2 separate regions of the Callithrix jacchus genome follow, and region 2 is linked to region 1. A link is a contact called in public Hi-C data. All regions are on one chromosome and are shown on one strand. The core of a region is the stretch at or near the end of the contact, and the rest is flanking DNA. Distances in the headings are between cores, read along the strand shown.

What was found. Hi-C and Micro-C count contacts between places; a contact is called where the count stands out from the background.
Region 2: a contact with region 1 is called in a Hi-C map of skeletal muscle, with 3 times the contacts expected there. The contact joins the enhancer-like site here to the promoter of TIMP3 in region 1. A contact is called at or near these places in 3 of 3 Hi-C or Micro-C datasets (induced pluripotent stem cells and skeletal muscle).

What each region holds. Positions count from the first base shown.
Region 1 is chr1:203,259,230-203,265,781 of calJac240_pri, reverse strand. It overlaps TIMP3 (TIMP metallopeptidase inhibitor 3), which reads left to right and starts at 4,276. Exons shown (of 5, transcript XM_002743712.6): 1 at 4,276-4,684. The coding sequence starts at 4,564. The region is part of intron 7 of SYN3 (synapsin III); the gene reads right to left.
Region 2 is chr1:203,378,739-203,385,290 of calJac240_pri, reverse strand. The region is part of intron 7 of SYN3 (synapsin III); the gene reads right to left. Among named protein-coding and RNA genes, the nearest start is that of TIMP3, 120 kb to the right of the region's middle. Within about 2 kb of position 2,395, at least 2 of the 16 cell types and tissues checked have an H3K27ac peak or open chromatin away from gene starts, as enhancers often do. A contact at or near this core is called in skeletal muscle, where this site is marked.

The sequences.
Region 1 (6,552 bases), core at 3,027-5,526:
GCAAATGGATGTTCTCTGGCTTATAGTGCCCCCTAGCACTGGCCAGAAGGATAGAGCTCCGAGAACTCTCCAAGGAGCCACCACCTACCTGCCTGTCTGAATGCTGGAAAGGAGTTGGTGGTGCTGATCACTGGACCCATTCAACCAATTCTTATTAAACTCATTGTTACCAACAGTTGATCCCTGTCTTCTAGGGGCTTACAGCTCAGGAAGGGAAACAGATGGGTAAACAATCACATTCGAGTCAGCTAAGTATCGTCAAAGAAGTTAATACGGGGTGCTGTGGGTATACATGGGAGGGGAATCAGAGGAGGTTTCCCAGAGGAGGTGACATCTAAACTGAGATCTGAAGGATGTGGAAGAGTTTGATGACTTTCGAAGACCAAAAAGAAAATGGAGATAAAAAAGACACCTTCCAAAACTTTTAGTGCTATGACCCAAGAGGCAAGCAGGCAGGTGAAGACATAACTACACTGGGCACCGCCAGAAGCCAGATCCTGTCTCTCCTAGGTCTTTAGCATCACAGGCTTCTCTGAAATTCCATTTTCAGCATTGATTCTTGGGGGAGGTAGCAGTTTAGGAACTCAGTGTTGGCTGGGAAACTGATGCGTGGTCTTCAGTCTTAAGTACATTCCTGTGTGTCAAACCTGTTTAAACAGCAAGACCCATCTCCCCTTCAGAAATATTCACTTCTCCTTGAGGATTTCCCATGGAATCTTAGAATTTTTGAGGCAAGAGAGATCCTGGGGACCACTGAGTTCTATCTTTTGTCCAATAAACACAGAAGTCAAAGTTGACTCCTGGACAGGCAAAGTGACTTGACCAAGGCAGGTGCACAACTACTCTGCAACATTCGGAACAAATCCCAGGTCTTTTGATTTTTTTTTCCCCACTCTACTCTCTTTTCATTTCCCAGAAACAAAGTTTTCATGTGCCTTTTTATAGTGATATGTTTGGAATGCATTAGCTCGACATTTAGAAAGGGGAAAAAAATAAACACACAAGAGATAAACCTGTCATGAGGACAAACCTGTATTTCTTCTGATTGGCTCAGAGGATGATTATTATCATAATAGAGAATTATTTAATCAGTGCAGGTTAAAGTTCTCTGTGGGCTGGGCACTGTACAAAGAGACTCAAATGGATCTATCTACAGATCTCAAAAGCAGATATGAGATCTGTGAAAGGCTGGTGTTTCCAAGGCCACAGTACAAGCTTGGGCCACACCCTAGAGCTTGGAGGACTGAGGCCTGAAAAGGGGCAAGTTCCTTCACCTGTCTGAATCTTATTTTTCCCACATTTAAAATAAGGATGGGTAGTTTCTGAGGTCCTTTTTACAACTTCTCTTCCTACAGACTCCAGCATCCTATAACTTGATACAAAGAGGGTGGATATGGATATGGACTCATGTTTCCTAGAAAAGTTCTAGGAAAGGGAATACCCAGTCATCCTGGTAGGTGTGTAGACAGGCCAGATAGATCTTGAAACTTAGTTCTTCCCAGATTTATAAATCTATCACTGTTTTTAGCTGTCAAGAGAAAGCAGGAGAGCCTGTATCTTCACTCTTACCATTAACCTCAGGTCCACCCCACCTAGCTTATTAAATGATGTTGAAAAAACAATTCTTACATATTACTAGGCTCATGAAGGGGGTAGCCCTAGCAGGAGGACTTCCCTGCACAAGGATTCATGGAGTTTGCTCTTTCTCTTCCTTAGGGTGAGAACTGAACTGCCTTCACATGGCGGGTAGAGGGGAACTGACTCAGGTTAGGAATAAGGCAGAACATCCTAACTGAAAAGCTCTTGGAATTTGTTAAACTTCGAGACACTGCATGGACTGGCTTAGGACACGGAGTGAGAGGAAATTAACCAAAAGGTAATTTCATTACCTTTCAGCTGGAAAAAAGATCAGATTCCACTTGCGATTTCATAATTAGGTAACTGCCGGAATAAAATGCTTCAGATGCTTTCTATGAGAAAACTGCTGCTTGAAGTTCAGCAGAAGTTATCTACTTGATACTTATATTTCAGGAAAGGCTTTCCCTTGGAGAAAATATCGGCAGATTGGACAAAATTATAACAGGAAAAGAAAGAGAAGAGAGGGCCTCTATCATGTAAGATGCTTATTCAAAGTGGATTTGGTCTGGAAAGTCTTATAAAACCTTCCACATGACTGTGGAATAAGTCATGTGGAGTGCGGGGATAAGCGAAACTCTCAAATTCCACCACGTATGCCCTCATTCAACCTGGATCCTTAGACTGGCCTCCAGGGCACTCTGCTCAGGATTCAGTGGGCTATTGGCCACACCCATGCTCCAGTCTCCTGAGACCCTATTTGGTTCTCAGAGAGCTAAAAAGCAGTGTGGCTAAATATCCTAGGCCTCAAAATATTCCTACTGTGGTTGGGGAAGTAATACAATCATACCCCATAAAACAATGAAAACAGTGCTGGAAAAACATCGAGTGACAGAAACATCTCTATGGGTTAGGACACAGAGTGAAGACAGGGAGGGTTTTTAAAGCTGGGTGGGGAACAAGCCAGAATGATGTGGAAACTGGTTTCCCTTTCCTATGGCTAAAATGCTCAAGGGGGGAAAAGGAGTTTCAAAAATGTTCTTGGAAATACTGCCTCTCACAAATTCTTTGGCCTCTGCTGTCCCACTGTCACTTCTCTGAGAGGTAACCAGAGGAGTTCTGAGAAAGAAGCTGAACTTGCATTTCTCCCTGTTTTTATTTGTTCCAAACTTGTAGCATTTCTGCAGCTCAAACATATGAATCTTTAACAGGATGAAGTGGAAGAGAAAGGGAGAGAGACAAGTGTAGAAAGATGGAAGATCCCAGCTGCAAACGGCCACTTGCAGTTATATGGAACAGATGCTGAAGTTCGGGGAAATGCAAGTCTCTCTGCAGATGGGAAGGGGCAGTGGAAAGGGGTGACTTGAGTTCCTGGCTGGCCACCAATCATCTTATCACCTGGAAAGTGGGAGTGATACGTGCACTTGCTTTTCCTATCTAGAAGGATTATTGTGAGCACTATAATGAGGTAAGGTACGGAATCCTGTTTTTAAAAATACAAAGCAGAATCAAGATGTTAATAATAAGGATAGTAATTGTGTTCGTTATTTGCAATCATCCGTTATAGCTAGCAGTCTAGGATCCTGGATCGCTCTCCTGGTTTTACTACAGTTTTGGATCAGCTCACCCACAAATCCCTTGCTGAAGGGTGGCGACCTGTCAGCAGCCATGGGTGGGGAACCATTTCCTCTTGCCTTTCTACTTTCTGTCTTGCAAACATGCCCAGGACGTTTGTACTTGTGTTCCTCCTCCCTGGCACTCTCTCCCGTGGCTTGTCCAGAGCTGATCCTCCTCTTTGCCCACTTCTCAGCAAGGATGGCACTTCAGGGAGCCCTTCCCTTGTTAGCACAGAGAAAGCAGCGCCTTCCCCGGTTACGTTCAACCCAGAACTCTGTTTTCTTCATAGCCCTAGCATCATAGAAAATCACCCTGTGCATTCATGGATTTCCCTGGGGGCAAGGGCTTTGTGTTGCTTAACCCAGCATCCCGAACTGTGTTTGTTGAATGAATACAGAACCCCGTTTGCTCTGGGGGAGCACAGAAAAACAATCTTCTATCATATATCATAGCCAGCTGCAAACAGCAGATGGCTTCTCATATCCCAGAGAGTAAGAACCAGAGAGAGAGAGAGAGAGAGAGAGAGAGAGAGAGAGAGAGAGAGAGAGAGAGAGAGAGAGAGAGAGAGAGATGTGTGTGTGTGTGTGTTTGGGTCTTTCTCCTCTGCTCTCTCCAGAGAAACTGGAGGGGTAGCAGTTAGCATCCCCGATAGCTATTCCACCATGTGCAATCAAGGACTCAAGGACATGGCCAACCCTGACTCGTGGAAGGGGTTCTGCTGGGGTGGGTGAGTGGCGGTAGTTGGTTCTGGTTTGGGTCAGAGGCACCCAGTGGCGTGGGGCGAGGGCGCATATGAGAGGGGGCCCCAGGGCGCCGCTCGGAGGACCCGGCGGTAAGCACTGGTCCCGGGCGCACCCCAGCCCACCCACTCGCGTGCCCACGGCGGTATTATTCCCTATAAGGATCTGAACGGTCCGGGGGTGGCCCCGCCCCGCTGCCCCGCGCCCCCGGCCCCGCCCCCTTTTTGGAGGGCCGATGAGGTAATGCGGCTCTGCCATTGGTCTGAGGGGGCGGGCCCCGAGCACCCGAGGCGGGGTCCCCGGGGGCCCAGGCTATATCACTCAACCGCCCAGGCAGCGGCGCAGAGCGGGCAGCAGGCAGGCGGCGGGCGTTTAGACGGCTTCTCCTCCTCCTCTTGCTCCTCCAGCTACTGCTCCTTCGCCGGTAGGCCGCCCGCGGAGTCCTGCACCAGCGCCGAGGCAGCCTCGCCGCGCCCTATCCCGTCCCGCTGGGCACTCGGAGGGCAGGGCGCCGGAGGCCAAAGTTGCCCCGCACGGCCCGGCGGGCGAGCGAGCTCGGGCTGCAGCAGCCCCGCCGGCGGTGCGCACGGCAACTTTGGAGAGGCGAGCAGCAGCCCCGGCAGTAGCGGCAATGACTCCCTGGCTCGGGCTCGTCGTCCTCCTGGGCAGCTGGAGCCTGGGGGACTGGGGCGCCGAGGCGTGCACATGCTCACCCAGCCACCCCCAGGACGCCTTCTGCAACTCCGACATCGGTAAGCGCTACCGGTGCCCCGCCCGAGCCCCGCGCTGCAGCCGGGACTGCTGCGCGGCCCAGGGAGGCAGGACAAGCCCCACTCCTTTCCTCTGTCCCAAGAAAGGGGCAAACGGGGTTGGGGCGGAGTGGAGAAACTCAATGTCCTTGGCCGGGGGCGCTGGCATAGCCAAGAGGGGAAGATGGCCTGCAGAGGAAACTCGCTGTGGCTGAGCGATCCCTTGGCCGCCTTTGCTTTCCTAACTTAGGGCGTGAGGTTCCTGCCTGTTCTTTTGACATCTGAAAAATGTCCCCATTCACTACTAAAGGAGGAAGGGCTAGAAGAGAAGGGTGGGGAAAGGTTCTCAAAGCTTGGAATGCTAACTAAAGTGCTGGGAAGTTGACTAGTTAAAAAAAAAAGTTGCCAGCCATGTGCACGGAAAGTTGCAGGAGAAACTTGGAGTACTCCGAATTTGCATCATCTCCTGTGCCCATGAAATTTATTCTTTTCACTGAGACCCAACCCAACTGCAGGCTTCCCAAGCAAGCGCAAACCGAGCTTCTTGGACTGCCAAGTTTGGGTGGATTTAAGGGGGAAAGGAGGAGAAAGCTGTGGCGTTGACCCACCCCCTGGAGGCACTGTATTTGAGAGTGTTGATAGCCAGCAGAAGGTGGTGTGTGTGAGGGATCACTTATCACATAGCTGTGAAAATTCACAGGAAGGCTATTTTTTTTTTCCTTGAATGTGTGTGGGGAGGGAGAGAATGGGTAGTGGAAAACAGATTTGTCACTAAAAGAACAAAGCTGCCAAGGGTCACATCTGGATGACAGTTCCAGACTGGACTTAGTGTCTTGAGTAGAGTGATCCTGTAAGGAGCAGGAGGTCCTACTCCTTAGCATGTACAGAGGGCCTTGAGAGCATCCTGGGAGGCTTGTCTGGGAGTGTTTGGGATACCCGTGGCCAAAGGCGGGGTGGCATCTGGAAAACATCTCTCTCTTCCTTTCCAGCCTATAAAGCATGCAAGTCCAGTGGCCCTGCTGGGATAGTGTGTGTGCTGAGCTGGGTGGTGGGGTGGGACAGCCTTGCCACCCTCTGCCTGTGTCGATTCAGAGGTGAAGAATGGAGCGTGTGTGTTTTAAGTACAGTCATAAAGGAGAAGGAAATTTTCCACTGAGTCTTGGGTGAGGGACTCTACCAGTGTGTTGCAGTGAGGAGGGGGAGGAGGCAGGAGCTTGGCAGGGGAGGCAGTAGAGGCCGGGAGGGGTGCTGCTGGTGGACTGGACTGAGCCTAGAGGTCAAAGTGGGAGTGTGGTGACCAGAAAGTCAGTGCAGCTAAAGGGGTTTGTGTGATCTGAGGTCACCCTTGTTAGAGGTTTCCTGGGGCTGCAGGGTGCATCATTCCCTCTCCCTGGGGAACCTAGCTGGCCCCTGGTTTGTGTATTGCTTAAAAGATCCTTTTGGGCAGCCTGAAGCCTGGGAAAGGTTTTCCTCCCTCCTCCTCTTACCGCCTCCACCCACATTCCACTTACTCTTTCCCTCCTCATTCCAGTTTGTGACATGCCCACCTGATTAGTATGGGGAGTTGCTGCTGCTTCTGAGTTCCAGTTTTGCCCAGCGGGAGCACACATGCACCGGCCAGGAGGCTGGCAAGTGGAATCAGGGTGTGCAGGGGTGCAGCTCAAGTCCAATTCTGCTGGAAAATGGGCTGGGTGGGTTCACCTGGGGTTTTTTTTTTGGTATGCAGTGGGAGTGGGTCCCCATTTTTCCCCCTTGCCCTTTGTTTTGGGGTTTCTACTCTAGAAACTGACCACAGAAAAGTGAAAACAAGCATGAGTAAATCCTGCTCCAATGCAGGCCCTCCAGTATGTTTACTGCTTAGGTTTCCTGCG
Region 2 (6,552 bases), core at 1,146-3,645, 120 kb before region 1:
TTTGCATTTAAAATTTTGCATTGCATAATGTAAAAGTAAATGGTAAAATCCATACTAATAATGTAAAACTTCATTTATGTATTTTAACTAGAATGATATTAGATAGCAATTAAAAAAGCACTAAGACAAGTCAAGTGAGAGACAGTGGAAGAAAAGAAAAAGGTTTATATTTAGTATCTTTAACAGCATTTCCCCTGACACAACACATTTTGAAAAAGGAATCCTGCAAATTATGTAGCCGTCCTGACTGAGAAAGTAAAATGTCTTTGAATTTTAGGCTTGGGAAGAGACTATGAAAAGTGTCTCAGGGAACCCTGCTCTGCTCACCACCCACCATATTTCATGTGAAGATGCAGAGAGCTGCAGAGGATATTAAGGTCACACAGGGAGCAAGTAGATAAACCAAGACTGGTGCCCATGCTGTCTCCATTCCTTCCTAGTCTAGCTTTCTTCACCTAATATATGCTCTTCCTTCTGTCAGAAATCCCACCTCATGACTAGGAGATAAGATTTCCCCTTTGCAAGTGAAACCATTCAATCAGTCCTTGGCTGATGATGTGCAAAGTGATATGACTTCCATCCAAGGCTAGGGAGACTTGACCAGCAGTTGGTTAAAAGTAATAAATTATTTTCAGGGGAAAATCAAGTGGTCAGCATTTTAGTCCTTGTTTTTCCTGACCTAACAGCAGTATTTATTTATTTATTATTTTGCATTTCCATAGGTTTTGGGGGGAACAGGAGGTGTTTGGTTACATAGATAAGTTCTTCAGTGGTGATATCTGAGATTTTGGTGCATCCATCACCTAAGCAGTATACACTGTACTCTATTCGTAGTCTTTTATCCCTCAACCCCTCCCACCCTTTCCTTCCAAATCCCCAAAGTCCCTTGTATAATTCTTTTTTTTTTTGACAGAGCCTGCTCTGTCACCCACGTTAGAGTGCAATGGCACCATCTTGGCTCGCCACCACCTCTGCCTCCTGGTTCAAGGCATTCTCATGCCTCAACCTCCCACATACCTGGGACTACAGACATGTGCCACCATACCTAACTAATTTTTGTATTTTTAATAGAGACAGGGTTTTGTCATTTTGGCCAGGCTGGTCTTGAACTCCTGGTCTCAGGTGATCCACCTGCCTTGGCCTCCCAAAGTGCTGGGATTACAGGGATGTGCCACTGCACCTGGCCCATTGTATCATTCTTACGCCTTTACATCCTCATAGCTTAGCTCCCACTCATGAGTGAGAACATATGATGTTTGGTTTTCCATTCCCAAGTTACTTCATTTAGAATAATGGTTTCCAATTCCAGGTTGTTGCAAATGCCATTATTTTATTCCTTTTTATGGCTGAGTAGTATGCCATGGTATATACCACAGATTTTTATCCATTAATCTCGTTGATTAATGAGCCTTTGGGCTGGTTTCGTATTTCTGCAGTTGCAAATAGTCAGCAGCAGTGTTTAATCACATGCTCTTCTATCAAACACTCATGTCTTTTAGACCTTTAGGATCCAATGTCCTACCTTGCTAGCTCATGTCTTTTGGCCTTTAGGACCCAATGTCCTACCTTGCTAGCTGGTCCCCATCACAGGCTCCCCGCTCCCACCTTCCTGACTTTGTAACAGTGTCTCAGGGGTCAACTCTCAGACCTTTTCTCTTTTTCTGTCCATGCTCATTCCTTTGGTAACCTCATGTAGCCTAATGACTCTTAATGCTATCTATATGCTGATGACTCATCTGTTTATATTTCTAGCCCTGACCTCTCCCTGAATTTGTTCTAACATGTCCAACTGCTTACTTGACAGCACTCTGATGTCTAAAGAAACCACACATTAATATCTGTAACTGAGCCTTTGACTCTCCCCAGCTCCAAACTGAGTTCTACTTCCGTTAATGGCAGCATCAGGTCAAAACTCTACAGCTATCTTGATGCTTCCTCATCTCTTACACCTCACACCCAATTCATGAGCAAATCCTAAAGACTCTACCTTCAAAATACATTCAGAATATGGTAATTTTCCACTACCATTACTGCTTCACCTTGGTCCAAGTTACCTGCATTATGCCAGTAACCTTTGGATTGGTCTCATTTTGGTCCTTATCTCTCTCTTACACAGAAGGATCTCCTTGAACCACATGTCAGAGTGTGTCAGTCCTCTATTAAAAACCTCTCAATGGTTTATCATCTTATTCTAAAAAACGGCCCAAACCAAACAAACAGCAAAGCAGCCACAGAACCTGATAGCAGTCAGCCCCCAGGGTTTTAGGACCTTATCTTTTTTGTCCCCTTTGTCCACTCTTTCACTCTGCTCTGGCCATGTGACCTTCTTGTTCTCCTAATTCACTGAGGACTCTCCCACCTCAGGCCCTTTGTCACTGCTGCCCCTCTCCCTGGAATGCTCTTCCCCAGGAATCTGGAAGGCTCCTTCCTTCACTTGCTATGGGTCATTATCACCCTCTCATGAGGCCTTTTCTAGTTACCTTGTTTAACACAGCAGCCCCTTTTGCTCCCCATGAACATTACCCATCTCCTATCCCTGATTTTTACTCCCAAAGCACTTATCTCCATCTAACATGCCATCTAGTTGACTTTATTTTCTGTTTATTGTCTGTTTCCCCCTGTTGAAATGTGATCGCTTGTTTGTCTGTTTTGTTCAAGTATCTAAATCTGCCTTGTAGTGGGCTGTGGTCTAAGTAACATTATGGCCAAGAATTTACCAAAGAATAATGAACTACCTCCCCACCTCGACAAAGCTCCAAGAATGTCTTTGACTCCATATTCCAGCCTCTACCTGGAATGTCCTTTGTCTGTTTCTCTGAATACCATGCCATCCTTCAAGGTCTGGTTGAAAAGTGACCTCCTCATGGAAGCCTTCCCCAATCTTCTCCTTTCCCGACCTGAATTGACTTTTACTTTTCCAAAAAACTAAGCAAAATGCAGAAGGAGAGCTCTCTTATATGATGTATTACAGAGATTAAAATGAACACACACCAAAGTATACAGTGGTATGTATTTGGAAGGCAACCCAGCAATTTGGCAAATTGAAATGTGCATCCCCTTTGACCCAGCAATCCATTTCAAGGAACTTGTCCTACCCAGAACCTGAGCAAGGGTGCAAAGACACGCATGCCACGACTTTGCAACACTTTTCTATGATCAACAGGGGCTCGTTTAATAAACTTTAGTACCATAGGCTACTGCAGGCTGATGGAAAAAATATGTCAAGATATTTGTCATCTTGAAAAAACTAAGTGTCAAATGATATGCATAGTATAATCCCTTCAGTCTTACAGAAAACATCCTGGAAGGAAGGAGAGAAGAAAGAAAGGGGAAAATGGAGGGAGGGAAGAAGAAGGAATGAAGAAGGAAGTAAGGGAGGAAGGGAGTGAGTGAGTGAGGAAGACGTAATGAAAGAAGAAAGTAAGGAAGGGAGGAAGGAAGAGAGATTGTATGTTGCCCTGCCTGAGATTTGGCTCTTAAGTCTGCGAATAAGACAAAAAGGGACATAATTTAGCTGGGTGCAATGGCACATGCCTGTACTACCAGCTACTCAAGAGGCTGGGCAGGAGGATCACTTGAACCTGGGAGGCAGATGTTGCAGTGAACCGAGATTGTGCCACTGCACTCCAGACTGGCAGCCTAGGTAACAGAGCAAGACTCTCAAAAAAAAAATGAGGAGTGAATCAGACTTGCTCTTATAAGGGTCTTATCAGGGGATATTTTTCTCTAATAAAATAGGGGTGGGATAATAAAATTTTTTGGGTTAGTATAATGGCACTGTTCCATGAAGACCTCAGGGAGTCAAGCTCCTTCTAGCTTGTTGCTTTCATTGCATTCTCAGTTTTCTTATCTGAAAAGAAAAGAAACTCTTTCTTTTCTGCCAGAGCAGAGTGAAAGAGTGGACAAAGGGGACAAAACGGGTAAGGTCCTAAAACCCTGGGCTGACTGCTCTCAGGCTCTGTGGCTGCTTTGCTGTTTGTTTGGTTTGGGCCGTTTTTTACAATAAGATGATAAACCATTGAGAGGTTTTTAATAGAGGAGTGACACACTCTGACATGTGTTGGGGGAGCTTTCTAGCTTGTCATTCCTTATGGGGCAGCAGGTTGATGAGGATTAGGGAGAAAAATCTTTGGGAAGAGAAAAATGGAACCCCATGGTCTATTCCTGAATTCTCCAAGGGATCCATTTGGTCCCAACCTCCAAGTAAGGTTCATTATATCTTCTCTAGCTTTAAACATTACTTCTCTAGTTTGAAGTCATAAACACTAGTGTATGCAAATTAGGCATCAGAGAAAAGAGAAGGGCTGTCATTTGCAACAGTTAGAGTGACCACTAGAAAGATGGCAGAACCTGTCAAAGAAGAAAGCATAACAGTGACAGTAATCATGGGGACATTGTTCTCTAATGCCCATTCTCACTTTTTCCAAGGTTAAAAAACTCTTAATTTGTAGTTTTATACATGGTTGTCCAGAGTCAAGGCTATATTTTCCAGACTGTTTTCAAATTAGTTGTAGCCTGTGATTATGTTCTTGTGAGTAAGATTTAAGTGGAAGTGTCATCTGACAACTTCTGGGAGACTTCCTTAGAGGGGAGCTGATGCATTCTCTCCCTTCTTTTTCATTCTTTTTTTCTTCCTGTTGGCTGACATGCAGATGGGATGGCAGGATAAGGCAGCCATCTTGGGCCGTGAGGCAGGTATAGCAACACGTGTACTTTTCAGATAAGAAAACTGAGAATGCAATGAAAGCAACAAGCTAGAAGGAGCTTGGCTCCCTGAGGTCTTCATGGAACAGTACCATTATACTAACCCTAGACTGCTTACTTCTGGACTTCACTGCACAAAAAATTTAAACTTTTATCATGTTTAAGGAATATTATTTTGGGCTTCTGTTACTTATACCAATTTATATACATAATCGTGGTTTCTTGGGAAGATATCAGAATTGGTAATAAGATTCGTTTTATTTCTATCTTTTCCCCTAACTTAAATGCTTCTAAGTTTTCTTGTTCCCAATATAGAAATTAAAACTAGATATATCTCCCTTACATGCACTGAGTTTTATATTATAGTAAAATACATTTCACAAAAAAGAGAATAGAGATTTGAGGACTGGATACAAAAAAGTCTGAGGGGATCTGATTACATTGGTGTATTTTGGCTTTAGGCTATAAGGGGGAAGAGATCCTGCTTAATTAATTAATTTAAGCACAAAAGAGAGAGAGGATTAAACATTCAAGTTATAGTAAGTCCAGAAATGATGCTGGGTCTCTGAAAAGCTGGAAACAGGGATCCTCTGTGTCTCTTAATCCTACTTCTCTATAGTTTGGATTCAGTCTTTTTCATAGTGGCTTTGTGGCTTCTTCCACAAGGTGAGTTTTGTTTCTTACAGCATTAGCCGTTGGAGAGGGATGACTCCCTTTCTTCACTCTGTTGTGAGGACTCTCAGGGAAGAGCTCTAACTGGCCAATCTTGGTTCAGCTGCTCTCCCTAGAGACCTATCAGTCTTTGCCAGGAAGTATGCTGTGCAAAAGGACTGTTCTTGCAGAATGTGGCTATGTGGATTGTATATAATGAGCATGTGTTACTTTTATCGTAAGCGATGAGATGAATGTCTGCAGTAATGAGGTAAGTGTGGGATGTGGTGAGTAGGAGGATATTGGGGGATGGGCTTCCTAAAAAGACAATGCTAACAGCACACCCCTAGGTGACCACTACGGTGTTCAGGAATAGCAAGAGCAATTCTATTGACAATGGAACAAAGTGTGGTCAGGAGGCCCAGATTCTAGCCCTGGCACCATAAAGCTATTTGGCACATCTCTTTTTTCAGTGGGTTACTTACAGTTTACACATTTGTCAAGTGATGACGTAAAATCAGCTTCAATTAGCTAAGATGTTTTCAAAGCTTTATTTGGTTTACAGAGATTTTGGGGGGCATGGGTTAGGGTGCTAGGGATCCTCACTAGATCTTCTTTCCATTCTCTACAAAACCCGCCCACTTTCACACACACTCACACATGCATTCACGTGCACTCTTACACACTTACACTCCCACCCATGCTCACAGACACACATTCACACATTTCCTATCACATACACGTAACCACTCACACTCACACCCACTCTTACTTCCTCACATTCATCTGCACACACACTCATCCATATCCTCTCACATTCATCTCACATACACACTCACACACCCACCTATAAACACACCCTAACTCACACACACGGACACACCCACACACTCTCACAGTTACACAGACACACACACACACACGTAGCGTACACAGAGTCACATTTGTTCTCTAGAGCTTGCTGGATTGGATGATCTCAAGTGTCCCTCACAAGTTCTCAGCATCTGTGGTTTCATTCAAATTGGGAAGTGTCCAAGGCTTTGAGCCCTAAATTCTGGAGAACAGCAGTTGATACAGAGGAGAGTAATTAAGAGGGTCCAAACAACTATGGGAGACTTTCTACGCTCACTTGCTCTTCCTCCCCAATCTGTCATGGCCAGAAGCAGGATATGTCCTTTAGTGATAAAAGATAAAGAA